Regions from separate parts of the Mus musculus genome. Here all the other regions are linked to region 3. A link is a contact called in public Hi-C and HiChIP or PLAC-seq data. All regions are on one chromosome and are shown on one strand. The core of a region is the stretch at or near the end of the contact, and the rest is flanking DNA. Distances in the headings are between cores, read along the strand shown. Region 1 overlaps Uqcc1 (ubiquinol-cytochrome c reductase complex assembly factor 1). Region 2 holds the start of Cep250 (centrosomal protein 250). Region 3 overlaps Gss (glutathione synthetase).

What was found. Hi-C and Micro-C count contacts between places; a contact is called where the count stands out from the background. HiChIP or PLAC-seq counts read pairs in DNA pulled down with a chosen protein or histone mark.
Region 1: a Hi-C map of liver shows a contact between it and region 3, with 2.1 times the contacts expected there. The contact joins two enhancer-like sites. A contact is called at or near these places in 1 of 484 Hi-C or Micro-C datasets (liver) and 2 of 9 other capture datasets (adipose tissue and pancreatic islet).
Region 2: an H3K4me3 HiChIP or PLAC-seq map of bone marrow-derived macrophages shows a contact between it and region 3, with 3 times the contacts expected there. The contact joins the promoter of Cep250 here to the enhancer-like site in region 3. A contact is called at or near these places in 1 of 484 Hi-C or Micro-C datasets (muscle stem cells) and 5 of 115 datasets of contacts at active chromatin or transcription factors (bone marrow-derived macrophages, embryonic stem cells, memory CD8 T cells and 2 more).

Annotation. Positions count from the first base shown.
Region 1 is chr2:155,892,816-155,896,876 of GRCm38.p6, reverse strand. The region is part of intron 6 of Uqcc1 (ubiquinol-cytochrome c reductase complex assembly factor 1); the gene reads left to right. Among named protein-coding and RNA genes, the nearest start is that of Uqcc1, 35 kb to the left of the region's middle. Within about 2 kb of position 1,681, at least 39 of the 459 cell types and tissues checked have an H3K27ac peak or open chromatin away from gene starts, as enhancers often do. A contact at or near this core is called in liver, where this site is marked.
Region 2 is chr2:155,954,595-155,959,002 of GRCm38.p6, reverse strand. It overlaps Cep250 (centrosomal protein 250), which reads right to left and starts at 2,445. Exons shown (of 33, transcript NM_001130000.1): 1 at 2,346-2,445.
Region 3 is chr2:155,583,173-155,587,433 of GRCm38.p6, reverse strand. All of the region lies in intron 2 of Gss (glutathione synthetase), which reads left to right. All of the region lies in intron 3 of Gssos2 (a long non-coding RNA gene), which reads right to left. Among named protein-coding and RNA genes, the nearest start is that of Gss, 7.5 kb to the left of the region's middle. Within about 2 kb of position 2,118, at least 42 of the 459 cell types and tissues checked have an H3K27ac peak or open chromatin away from gene starts, as enhancers often do. A contact at or near this core is called in bone marrow-derived macrophages, embryonic stem cells, liver and 1 more, where this site is marked.

The DNA.
Region 1 (4,061 bases), core at 432-2,931, 310 kb before region 3:
TGACGTAACTACTTCTTATGTGTGTAGCACACATGCACAAAAGGACCCTGAAGCCGCTTCCTGGAAACCCAGAAGGCAGTTTTCAAAGCCACGTCTCTACTTCAGTTCCCTTGTTTACACGAGGAGGGATGGTTCTGGTGATCTGATGACATTTGTCACAAGTCACTTTATGTCCCACATAACAATGAAGAATCTGAGACAAACCCAAAGCTGACTCTGTGAACGGGAATGCCCTAGTGTTTCTTCTTGGTGACCAAGGGACAGGGGTCTCTTTTTCTGAATACAAATAATGACAGAAATGACTTTTCCACGACTAGCTCTACAGTGAACGCTGCTTTTCTTGGCATTCACTGTGTCCCAGAAAGCCCTGGAGACAGTAGGTGCTTAGGAACTGCAATCCTTGATTTCAGGGGCCCAGAGCCAGAGGATGGGCCTGAACTGTTAGGAGAGTCAGAAGTAACTTGTAAAGATGTTTTAAGTGCCAAAGCAAGATGGAGAGTGAACATTAGGGGAGCCAGGTAAGACTCTTATAAAGAAGAAAAGGAAGTAAGGTATGGACTAGAAAGGGTTTGGAAAACATACCATCCACATCCCAGTCCAGCTAGGGAACTGGCCTGGCAAGCGTTGGCAGCATCTGCCAGGGCCGCTTTAAAAGCGCCCTTGCAGTTTTGATGTAGCTGTGGGCATCTGGGCTCCTGCTGACTCCAGCAGCTTCAGACCTGCTATATATGGTGTGCCCTGGAGCTGTGTACAGCTCCTTTCTCCTTCCCCCAGCCAGAGGCTGCGCTCACACATCTACACACATAGGTTGTTGAGTTCCTTTTTGTTTAAACCAAAGACCCACGCACAAGCGTTTCATCAGCACACTTGACCTTCAGTGCCCTGGTACTTGCCAGCCAAGACCTTGATCTTAAGGATCTGGTTTCGAGCCATATGTAGCTTATGGTAGTTCACGTCAGGTGAGGTGCTTTCAGGAAGCATTTTGATTTGCTTTCTTTTGCCACAGATGAATCTGGTGGCTACCGTGCTCCCCCTAGAAAGCTTAGAGACGAAGTTTAGGAGACTAGATATAGATAACCATGCACATAGCCCCAGGAAAGGGTCAGTGTGCCAGCTCACCAATATATAAACCACTCCTTAGCAAACAAAGGGGCTGAGTGGCCACGTTGGCATCTCTCTCGTGGCCTCAGTGGATGGCATAGTAAGGCAAACAAGCTCTAAAAAAATCCCACTTGAGATTCGTTTATAGCTGTCAGTGTGGCAGACCTGTGCGCATGCCCACTGGTTATGGAGTTCAGAATCACATCCTCTCAACAGTAGACTTGGTCGAACCAGGCCAAATTCCAAACATGGTTGTGTGAGACAGGATGTTCAGAGCTGCCAAGATGTGGCAGGAGATCAGCCTTAAGTCACAGGATTCTACCCTCTCGGCTGATGCTGGGAAGAGCCATGGCCGCTCTTCTTGGCTCGAAGAGAGAGGAGGCTCTTGCTCTTTTGACTGCAGACAGGGACGCTCTCTCGCAGGAAGAGGCTGCTGAGCTGGGCCTCACTGAATTGAAGGAATAGTGTGAGATGTGAGAGACACTGGCCTGGGGAAAGCTCAGCTGGTGTCAGCTCCTCTCTTCTCCGCTGTGTGACCTTAAGTTACGTAAGCACATGAAAGGCAGAGAGCTGGACTGGATAAACAGTTGTGTAAATAGAGGCAGGTGACGGGTACCGATGCATCGGGTCTTCTACTGTAGAGCCTGTCTCTGGGCTGGCCTTCTACAGAGACTGGGGAGCCGTCAGAGGAAGGCTTGAACTCTCCTGTTTTTCTTTACTTTGCTAGTTGGGTTCTTCGCCTTCCTTATATGTAAAAGAGATCAGGATTATTTATGAGGCCCTGGAATCACTGAGAGACAGGGATAGTGCTGAGGCTTATAACCTCAATAATAAATTGCAGGTTTAAGAGCATCAGCAACTGTGGGAGGAGCGTGTCGGCTTGCTGTAGAGCAGCGCAGCTCGCAGCCCAGCTCACAGCCTAGCTCCCAGATCAGCCTAGCTCCCAGATCAGCCTGCATTTGGAGTAGGTGCTCACGAAGACTTGCTAAACATGTGATTAATTAATACATGAATTTTATTGTTACTTTCTTTTTAATGTTTATTTTTGCATTCGTAAGGGTCATTTTTGTTTGAGTCTGTAAGCCTTCCCTCCCCCAAAGAGCCCTTTTCAACATTTAACCTAGGACCAGGGTGTGGTGGTACAGGGCTGTAATCCCAGCTCTTTGGAAGCAGAAGCAGCAGGATCAAGGCGTTCAAGACGGGCCTGAGCCGCACAACCCCCTCTAAAAGAAAGAATAAGGAAAAACAAACAAAATACCAGTTAACATGAGTGCTTAGTCTAAGGATTAATTATTAATCCAATTACGTATTGTATTGAGCTGTTTGGTTTTGTGTAAACGTAATTTTCAGTATTCTCCAAATTGGCTCGCACTGACTCTTCTCATACAGTGAGGGTGTGGCCTGTGTTAGCTTTGTCTTAGACCCTAGGTCATCTAGTCATTAGATGAGACATTTTGAATTTGTTTCATTAATTTTACTTTCTCTTTGGGCCTCACTTGGTTGCTTTAATCTGTTCTGTCAATCTTCTGGTGGCGAGGGGCGATTCATCTACGTTTGTGCTTTCTGAGGCAGGGTCTCCCCTGTGTATCCTGGGCTGCCCTCAAATTCATGGTGTCCTCGCCTCAGCCAGTGCTGGAGTCACAGGCTTGCAACATTATGCCAGGCTATATCTTTATCTTTAGTAAAATTTGGTTTCTTCCTTTCTAGGAGTGGCTTTTGTTTTACAGGTAAGCCCGTGTCAGCGTAAGCATCAATCCCTTCCAGTGTGCTGTTTTCATTTAGATTTTAGATTTTTTTTTAAAATTAGGTATAGGGTAGGGAGGAGCTGTGCACATCTGTATATATCATCACCTGTGTACCTGGTGCCCTCAGAGGTCAGAGGACATTGGATCCCTGGAACAGGAGTTACAGGTGATTGTGAGCCCCTGAGTGAGCTCTGAGAGTCTCTGAGAGTCGAAGCCCGGTCCTCTGCAAGAGCAGCTGTGTTACTAACCATTGAGCATTCTCTCCAGTCCTCCAGAATGCTGCTTCTAGTGTGATGCTAGTCTTAAAACTATGCCCTGAGTGGATTAAAGGGAAAACAGAGCCAGTAGATTCTGGAAGGTTTGTTCTGGTCGTTGAGTAAGCCAAGCAAACTTCCATGTAATTCTAGGTGCCGGTCTCAGTGTTGACACTGGGTTTGTAACATTGGGTGGATTATGCTCCAGACGTGGGGGTTTTTTCTTTCTTCTGTATGTTCTGACAGGAAAACCCATTCTTGCCTCGGTTTCTTTTTTTTTTTTTTTTTTTTTTTTGGTTTTTCGAGACAGGGTTTCTCTTTATAGCTCTGGCTGTCCTGGAACTCACTTTGTAGACAGGCTGGCCTTGAACTCAGAAATCCACCTGCCTCTGCCTCCCAAGTGCTGGGATTAAAGGCGTGCGTCACCACGCCTGGCCTTGCCTCGGTTTTGTAAGGAGATTTGCTGTGGAGTTTATATTGAGTGGTGCTTGCGTGGGTCACAGATCCGTGGAGCGAGTTTGGTGTGGTGTTTTAGGAGTGATTTGGTTTTCTCTCGTTGACAGCCTTCAACCCACATTTTCTAAACCATTAGGAACGCCAACATTTTAACGATAGAGGTTTAAAGCAAACGTCACTGTTTACATTTCTCTCGAGGCAGTGCAGTCTTGTATTTCCAGCCAGACAATGAAAGAATTCCTCCATGTTGTCACTCTCCAGCCTTGGTGATGTTGATATTTAATTGTAAGCATGGAGGCTGGGAGGAAGAGTTAGCCTCCCAGTGTCTCAGCTGTTGAATACAGGCGTATTCATCTGTCTCACCAGCTGCTGAGTACAGGTGTGTTCATCTCACCAGGTCTTCCTCCCAGTGCCCCAGCACTGTCTGCTTAGCCTACAGAAAGCCAGACTTCTTTAGCACGACATTTCAAAGCCACCCACCCATGACTTCTCTGGCTTCACTTCT
Region 2 (4,408 bases), core at 1,196-3,695, 370 kb before region 3:
CGTTATATATTATGCCATTATATGAACAACATTAAGTAACGTGATCCTTCTGATCACCAACACAGCTTTACAAAATGTCGGCAGCTCCACAGCTGTTCACAGAGCAAAAGTAAGATCATAAACAATGGATAGTGTTTCACGCGTACAATAATCAGCTGCAACTTCCATTACCACAAAGTAAAAACTTAGAGGGATTAAGATTACTGTCCTCAGCCAGGCGTGGTGGCGCACACCTTTAATCCCAGCACTTGGGAGGCAGAGGCAGGCGTGACTATGTGTGACTTGTAACTACCTGGAGGATGCAAGGGTCTCTTCAACTTCTAATGCCCCCAGACACACATACAAAGCACTCATACATATGAAATAAAAATAAATAAAATCCCAAAAAAGAGAAAAAAAGATGAGCCAGGCGTGGTGGTGCACGCCTTTAATCCCAGCACTTGGGAGGCAGAGGCAGGCGGATTTCTGAGTTTGAGGCCAGCCTGGTCTACAGAGTGAGTTCCAGGACAGCCAGGACTACACAGAGAAACCCTGTCTCAAAAAAAAAAAAAAAAAAAAAAAAAGGAAAGGATGAAAGAAAAGTAGGATTCAGAAAATGGCAATGTAAGCTGGACATGATGGTGCACTCCTTTGATCCCTGCGAGTGGGAGGCAGGAGGTAGTAGATCCCTGAGTTTGAGGCCAGATTGCTCTTGCAGGGCATGCAAATTCAGTTCTCATCACATACTAACAGCTGCCTCTAACTCAGTTCCAGGAGGTCTACAGCTCTGATACCTGCATTTGTATCCACTCTGCTGCCCCCATACACATAATTAAAACAAAATTTTGTTGTTGTTTTTTGTTTGTTTGTTTGTTGTTTTTCGAGACAGGGTTTCTCCGTGTAGCCCTGGCTGTCCTGGAACTCACTTTGTAGACCAGGCTGGCCTCAAACTCAGAGATCCGCCTGCCTCTGCCTCCCAAGTGCTGGGATTAAAGGCGTGCGCCACCACACCCGGCTTAAAACTAAATATTTTTTACATGGGAGCATGGTTCCACAGGTAAGGAGTTGGCCTAATGATTCTAACCCACACGAAGGCTAAAGACATCTCCACAACGTCCTCTATAGCCTTCACGTGTCCACCAGGCGCAACTGGTTAGTAGCAAAGCGGAAATCAAAGTCTAATTCAATTCCAAATTCTATTCTCATTTCATTAGCTGCCAAAATCAAAAAATATAAAACTCACAGCACTGCAGAGCATTTCCTAAGGGGAATGAATTAATGACATCCACACCTGAAGCTTTCTGAGGTAATTTGAGCAAAATGTGACAATATGTTCCTGCAGCACAGGGTGTAGATGTACCAGTAAGACAGTGCAGAGCTGGCCTTGATTTTTGTTAAGAAAACTATCGATTTGGTAATATTATCAATCCTACTTCATAAGCTTTCTCAGGGCCCAGCCTAGACTCACAGGCCTGAAATCTCAACACTGACTGGCTGCATAAGACGCTGGGTTAAAAAAAAAAGCAGCCCTTTTATTGAAACGTGAGTTGCAACCCTGACCTCCATATCTTACAGGCTAACGTATAAACAGCAAACTAAAGGCAATCTAGTTAAGTCATAATATTCGTAGGGGGTTCTAGCTCATTGTGAAACTTGATTTATAAGTGCTTGTTTCTTCGTGCATAAAACGTGAATATACAGAACGCACACCATAGATCGCTGCATGGATTAAAGGGGCCTTTGTAGGTAATGCATTTAATAGAGCTGTCATCTTTCGACTATTCAGTAACTTTTTTTTAGTTACTAGTAGTCATCATAGGGCATAAGAGTTGAAAAAAAAGGACATGATTTCTAACAAGCCCAGAACAAGAAAGAGTGGCAGAACACTGACTTGGGCAAAGTTCGCAAAAGGCAAGAATCTGATCAGTTGAGCCTGGAGCAGGCCTCAAGAAAGATTTTTAAAGAAGTGATCTTTGAGTTCTGAAAAATCAAAGTTCTGATAATGGGGCAGTGGGCTGAGAGCGGACTTTCAGGGGAAGATCACATGCAAAGCCGTATGAGCACAGGGCGCTGCAAAACTCCCGGGTGCACGGAGCGTGATCCGCAGGGCGCGCAGCATCTCATCCCGTCAGCTCCGGGCTACGACAGTGGGCCACCCGAGTGTGAGGTTCTCTGGGCGGCGGCTGCAGCAGGAAACTGAGGCAGGCAGGCCCCGACCACTGGGACAGGTCCCAGCCCCTCTCTGGGCCCGGGGTGCCTCCCGGGATACAGGAAGCCGCTGTCCAGGCGACATCCCCGCGGGCGCCCAGGCCCTGGACCTCGGACCGTTACGCTCAGCGCCTCCCGCCTGCCCCTGCCCACCTCACCAGAGTCGGTTCCCGGGGATCCCGAAGCGCTCCGCAGCTACCGAGGCCGCTGCAGCAACCTGCAGGCCCGGCCTGGGGCCGCCCTCAGTCTGGAGGCCAGGCCCCGCCCGTCAAACTCCCGCCCTTTCGTGGGGAACCGCCCAGCCCAGTCCAGCCGAGCGCCGGGAATGAGTGCGCCGCTGCAAACCTCTCGCCATATTAAGTACTGGCAGCCAACTTACTAGAGAAGCCCAAAAGGAAAGGGGGGGATATAGTGAGACCAAGGTCGCTCTCCAAAAGTAAAGACAGTCACCGTCTCTGAATTCTAGCACTGAACGTTCTGAGGTGGAGAAGAAACACTCGCCCGTAAGCTCCCGCCTGTGGCTTCAGAGTTAAGTACTGCGCATGCGTGTAGCCAAGGTCTCGGTGCACCTGCGCACTGTCTCACCAACAAAGCCAAGTACAGTAACTGGGTGAAAGCACCTAGCTCCAGTTAAATCTGGGCAAACGAATGTCTCAGCTTTAGATCTTTACTGATCCTCCACGCAGCCCCAGGAAACAGAACATTCGCAAACAACTGTGTCGTTGGCTACTTTGTCCGGTTATGACTACCGCTACTTGACTGCGTTCCGCTAGGAACGGGGAGTTATTTTGATAATATATTGTACAATCATTATTGACGCATTTTCTTAGCATTGATTTTTTTCATTTATTTATTTATTTATTTTGGTTTTTCGAGTCAGGGTTTCTCTGTGTAGCCCTGGCTGTCCTGGAACTCACTCTGTAGACCAGGCTGGCCTCAAACTCAGAGATCCGCCCGCCTCTGCCTCCCAAGTGCTGGGATTAAAGGCGTGCGCCACCACTGCCCGGCTTTTCTTTCTCTTTCTCTCTTTCTCTCTTTCTCTCTTTCTCTCTTTCTCTCTTTCTCTCTTTCTTTCTTTCTTTCTTTCTTTCTTTCTTTCTTTCTTTCTTTCTTTCTTTCTTCCTTCCTTCCTTCCTTCCTTCCTTCCTCCCTCCCTCCCTCCCTCCCTCCCTCCCTCCCTCCCTCCCTTCCTTCTTCCCCTTCTTTCTTTCTTTCTTCCTCCCTCCCTCCCTCCTTTCTTTCTTCCTCCCTCCCTCCCTCCCTTCTTTCTTTCTTTCTTTCTTTCTTTCTTTCTTTCTTTCTTTCTTTCTTTCTTTCTTTCTTTCTTTCTTTCTTTTGTGTGTGTGTGAATTTTTTATTCATTTATATTAGTACACTGTAGCTGTCTTCAGACACACCAGAAGAGGGCGTCCGATCCCATTACAGATGGTTGTGAGCACCATGAGGTTGCTGAGAATTGAACTCAGGACCTCTGGAAAAGCAGTCACTGCTATATAACCCCTGAGCCATCTCTCCAGGCCAGCATTAAATTTTTATTTGATTCCCAGTTGGTTATAATTTTAGTAGAGACAAAACAAACAAATAAGCAAAAACAAAGAAATGAATCATCTCAGTATATACCAAGACACGAGGTGGGACTTGACACTTCGATTCAATTCCTGAAGACTCAGTAGACCAAAGGTGAAGCCAGGAATCTGCATTCTTGCAAATACCCCAGATGATTATGCACTATGGGAACTACACGAGACAGAGTCCTTCTTGGGCATCTGTGACTCTAGCACACAGTACAAGGCCATCTGATACAAAACAGATGCCCAGAAGTGTTGAGTGAACTAATTAATGTATAGGTGGTGTGAGGTGGTGTGAACATGAGAGAGCCAGACAGCTGAACAGTGGAGGCACACGCCTTTACACCCAGCCCTGGGGAAACAGAGGCAGGCAGATCTCTGAGTTAGAGCCTGGTCTACAGGAGGAGTTCCAGAACATTCTGAATTATACACGGGGTTGGGGGTTGGCGGGCAGGGAGAAGGGAAAGAGAGGAGAGAGCTAGGGAACAGAGATAAACACCCTATAGCTTTTTAAACGTTTTAGGTTTTTGGGGTTAGTTGGTTGGTTGGTTGGTTTTTCAAAATAGGGCTTCTCTGTGTAGCCCTGGTTGTTCCACCAAAGTGCTGGGATTAGAGGCAAAGACACCACTGCCAGGCAACAAGATAATTTTTGA
Region 3 (4,261 bases), core at 869-3,368:
CATCATGGTCCTCTGAGCCCACCCTCCACAAAGAGGGTGGCTCCTTTGGGTCAAAGACTGTCTCTTTATTTTATTCAATAACTAAAATTGATTTCTAAAAGTAAAAAGCAGCATGCTGGAGTAATCACACTAAAATCTGTGGTTTGAAGTGTAATTTAGGCAGCTACTTAATTTCCGTAAGGTGTACTTTCTTCCAGTATGTAGACACAGTAAGACTATATAGTTGACTCAGTAGGATAATTAGGAGATAACTCCCAAGAAGTGCTTTGACCAGGGAACCCACATACACTAAGCACCCTGAATTGTGAATCATGCTGTCTTCTCTGTAGTTGCTTTTCTGTTTGTTTTGGAAATAGAGTCTTAGCATGGAGCCCTAGTTAGTCTAACCCTCACTGTGTACATGAAAGGGGCCTTGAACTCAGGGCGCTCCTTCTGTTTTTTCCTACTAAGTGTTCATCAGCAGGTCTGTCTTGGCTTGGGATAACACATACTCTCTCACACACATCTATAATTTAAAATCCAAGTTGAGTCAGGCACAGTGGCTCGTGCACTTTAATCCCAGCACTTAGAGGGCAGAGGCAGGTGGATCTCTGAGTTGGAGGCCAGCCTGGTCTACAGAGTAAATTTCAGGACAGCCAGGGCTCGAAAAACAACAACAAATCCAAGTTGAAACATACATATTATTCTGTCATGTGTTTTAAATTTTTGTTTAGCAATCTATTTAAGGAATTAACCTTATGTGAGGGTTAGCTTCCTTTGTCTAATGTTTTTTGTTTCTGTTTTTGTTTTTTATTGCCAAGGAATTTAACAAATTAAATGTTGAAAAGTAAAGGCCAGGGACTGGAGAGATAGTTCAGTGGTTAAGAGCACTGACTGCTCTTCCAGAGGTCCTGAGTTCAATTCCCAGCAACCACATGGTGGCTCACATCCATCTGTAATGGGATCTGATGCCCCCTTCTGGTGTGTCTAAGAGAACAATAGTGTACTCGCATATATAAAGTTATAAAGTCAATAAATCTGAAGGAGAAGGAGGAGGAGGAGGAAAAAAATAAAGGCCAAATTTCAGTTCTCATTTAGTTGCTTATTCTACTTACTCTTAGGCATACTTTCCCCTAATGGTAACACTCAATAGTATTGTTTTATGATACAAAGATTAAACACTCATTGGTACATCAAAGGTGTGTGTGCGAGTGCGTACACACACACACTTTGGCATTTTGAGACAGGGTTTCTCTGTATCATACTCCTTCTCCTGGGCTCAGTCGCACTTATGAGGCAGGAGGATTGCTTAAAAGCATGAATTTGAGACCAGCTTGACAACATCCTGAGATACTTTCCTACTCTCCTGTCTCGTCTCTGAGTGGCTGTGCTTGCTGTCTTGTATACCTCTGCAGTCAGCCCTTTCTCCCTCTTTGTGTGCAAAGGCGCTTACTAGATCAGCCTTGCTGTATTTTGCTGCTTCTTTTCATTCCCAATCCCACTTCTTTCTCCCCTTTTTTTCTTTTCTTTCTAGCCCTCCCTTTCTCTGCGCCCCCCCCCCCGCCCCGTGAATTTATTCCGAACCACACCCTGCTCTATGCCAGGGCGGTCTTGACATGGCTCTCAGCCAGAGGCTCTCACCTTTGGAGTGTGGGTTTAGTTGGAGTCTGTAACAGAGAATAAATTTAAGGAATGTCATTGGACTGGGAGGCGCAGGCAGCATGCAGTGTGCAGTTAACTGTCATTTATTGAACACTCATTGTGTGTCGGGCTTTATTCTAATTACTTTGGAACTGCTGACTCATTTAACCTTCACAGCCACAGAGATGAGGAAATCTCAGCTCGGAGAAGTTAAGTAACCCGACTGAGGTCACTGAGGTCGTGGGAAGATTGGCAGAGCCGGACTCTAATCCCACGGAGTTAGGCTCTCAAGGCAGGCTCTGCACATTCCCACCCTGCCGGTCTTTCTTGGGACACCCGATAGAAGTAGCGATTCATTTTGATCAGAGGTAAAATGGTGAATGATAGACAGACTGAGCTAAAAAGACAAATGGGGGACACCCCCAAAGTACGGAGAGGGCAAAAATGTTCAAAGAATGCAGCTGAAAGGCAGGGCTGGTCAATGGGTGGACTCAGGTGAAGTCAGACAGCCCATCTGACCTTTTGATTCTGGGCAGAGGGGACTGTGACCTTCACCCTGTAGATCGATGCAGCAGATCAGCCCCGTGAGGGTTTAAGATTTGACACCTGCAGCGTTAGACAGGGACTTCATTTTGAACTGCTAACACATGAGCTAGGTGAACTGTCCAAAAGCATATCCAGTGTAGAGTAAGACTCCTTCCCCCAGCCGCCGTTTCCCTCGGAGGCAAGCCATCTTTACATTTTTGTTAGTGTTGTCTTCTTCCCTTTTTCAAGAAAAAAAAAGTTAGCAGCATTTCTATTTTTAAATATTTATTCTTATTTTATGTGTTTATGTGTGTGCCCAAGTGTATGTATGTGCACTACCTACAGATGCCAGAAGAAACTTCAGGTCCTCTGGAACTCTACTTACAGGCGGTTGGAAGCTGCCATGTGGGTGTTGGGAGTTGAACTGAGGGCCTCTGTAAGAGCAACTGGTGCTCTTGACTACTGAGCCATCTTCATACCAGCATTTTTTTTTTTCTTTTAAAAAAGGCCGGACCAACACTAAAACAGTAGGGTCTGGGGAGGTTGGGTCATTTTTTGAAGTACCCATGAGCAAGCATGAGAACCTGAGTTCAGACCCCAGAATCCATCCCTGGCACAGTAGTAGACACCTGCAACCCCAGATCTGTGGAGTTCACTGGCTAGCCAGCCTGTCCAGTCTGTGACTTTCAGGTTTAGTGAAAGACCTTGTCTCAAAAAATGAAGGTGGAGAGGGCAAGACACCCAACTCTCAGTATACATGCACTTGCCCACACTGCCAAGTATATACACCATACACACATGCAAATAATATAATAAATATAACAACAACAATAAAAAGTTACTCAGTTTATCTATGCAAATCAAACTGGGAAGGTGTGGTAGCTCAGGCCTGTAATTCCAGCACTTGGGAAATGGAGTCAGGAGGAGCAGAAGTTCTAGACTGGACCACTAGATGGCTCTGTGGGCAAAGGCACCTGCCGCTGAACTTTAAGGACCTGAGTTTGATTCCATAACCTAGTGGTCGAAGGAAAGACTCAGTTCCCACACATTGTCCTTTGAACTTCATTTCATATGCATGCTATAAAGCTATGGAACACATACACATAATATAATATAATATAATACAATATTTTTTAAAAAGAGGCTTAAGCTCAGCCTAGCCTACAGCGAGGCCAGCCTCCTCTATGTGAGACCCTGTCTTCAAACTGACAAACATCATGTGATCTGGGAGTTGCTTGTCCCCCACCTCACTGTTCCTATTGTTCCCTGGTGACAAAACAGAGTGTTATTGTCATACGTGTGCTACTGTTTTCTCTAAAAAGTGAGAGCTGTGTGATTCAGCCCGTGGACAGCAGAGGACAGTTGTGTGCTGGCCATCCTAAATTCAAATAGGTATGATGAGTGCTGGGGTCGGGACAGACAGAAGTCTTGGCAGAAAAACTCTGGCAATGTTTTAGATTGGGTGGGACTTGAGAGAGGCAGTTTCCTGTGTCTTAAAGCCATGTACTTTGGGTGCTGGTCACCTTTTACGTGATCTGTAATAATCCTGCCCCTGTTTTGGTTTTTTGTTTTGTTTTGTTTTTAGATTTTTTGAGACAGAACCTTTCTATATGTGTAAAAAGGAAATCATATATTTGTGTGTGTCTGTGTGTGTGTGTGTGTATTTGTCTTGGGGAGAGGACTGGGTGACTCAAGCCAAAGTGGGATTGAGACATACTTCTCACTATGTACCTTAGCTCTTTTATTTTGATTTATTTGTTTTTTTTGGTTTTTTTTTTTTTTAATTCGAGACAGGGTCTCTCTACCTACCCCTGACTATACTGGATCTCACTTTGTAGACCAGACTGCCCTTGAACTCACAGAGATCTGCTTTTTCTCTTCTTCCGAAGTTTGGGGATTAAAGGCATGTGCCACCACACCTGGCTGTTTAGAGCTCCTTTGAAATATGTATGATTGTTTGTATATAGTTCAAGGTAATTTTTTAAAAGATTATATAAAAGGCAGATTTATTGGGAACCTGCTCCTGGATGGGCAAGTTCATTGGCCCCAAGGACCAAGGCCAGGGAAGTCACCATGGGGGAGGGGGAGGAGCCGTTAGGGGAGGGAGAGAGAAAGA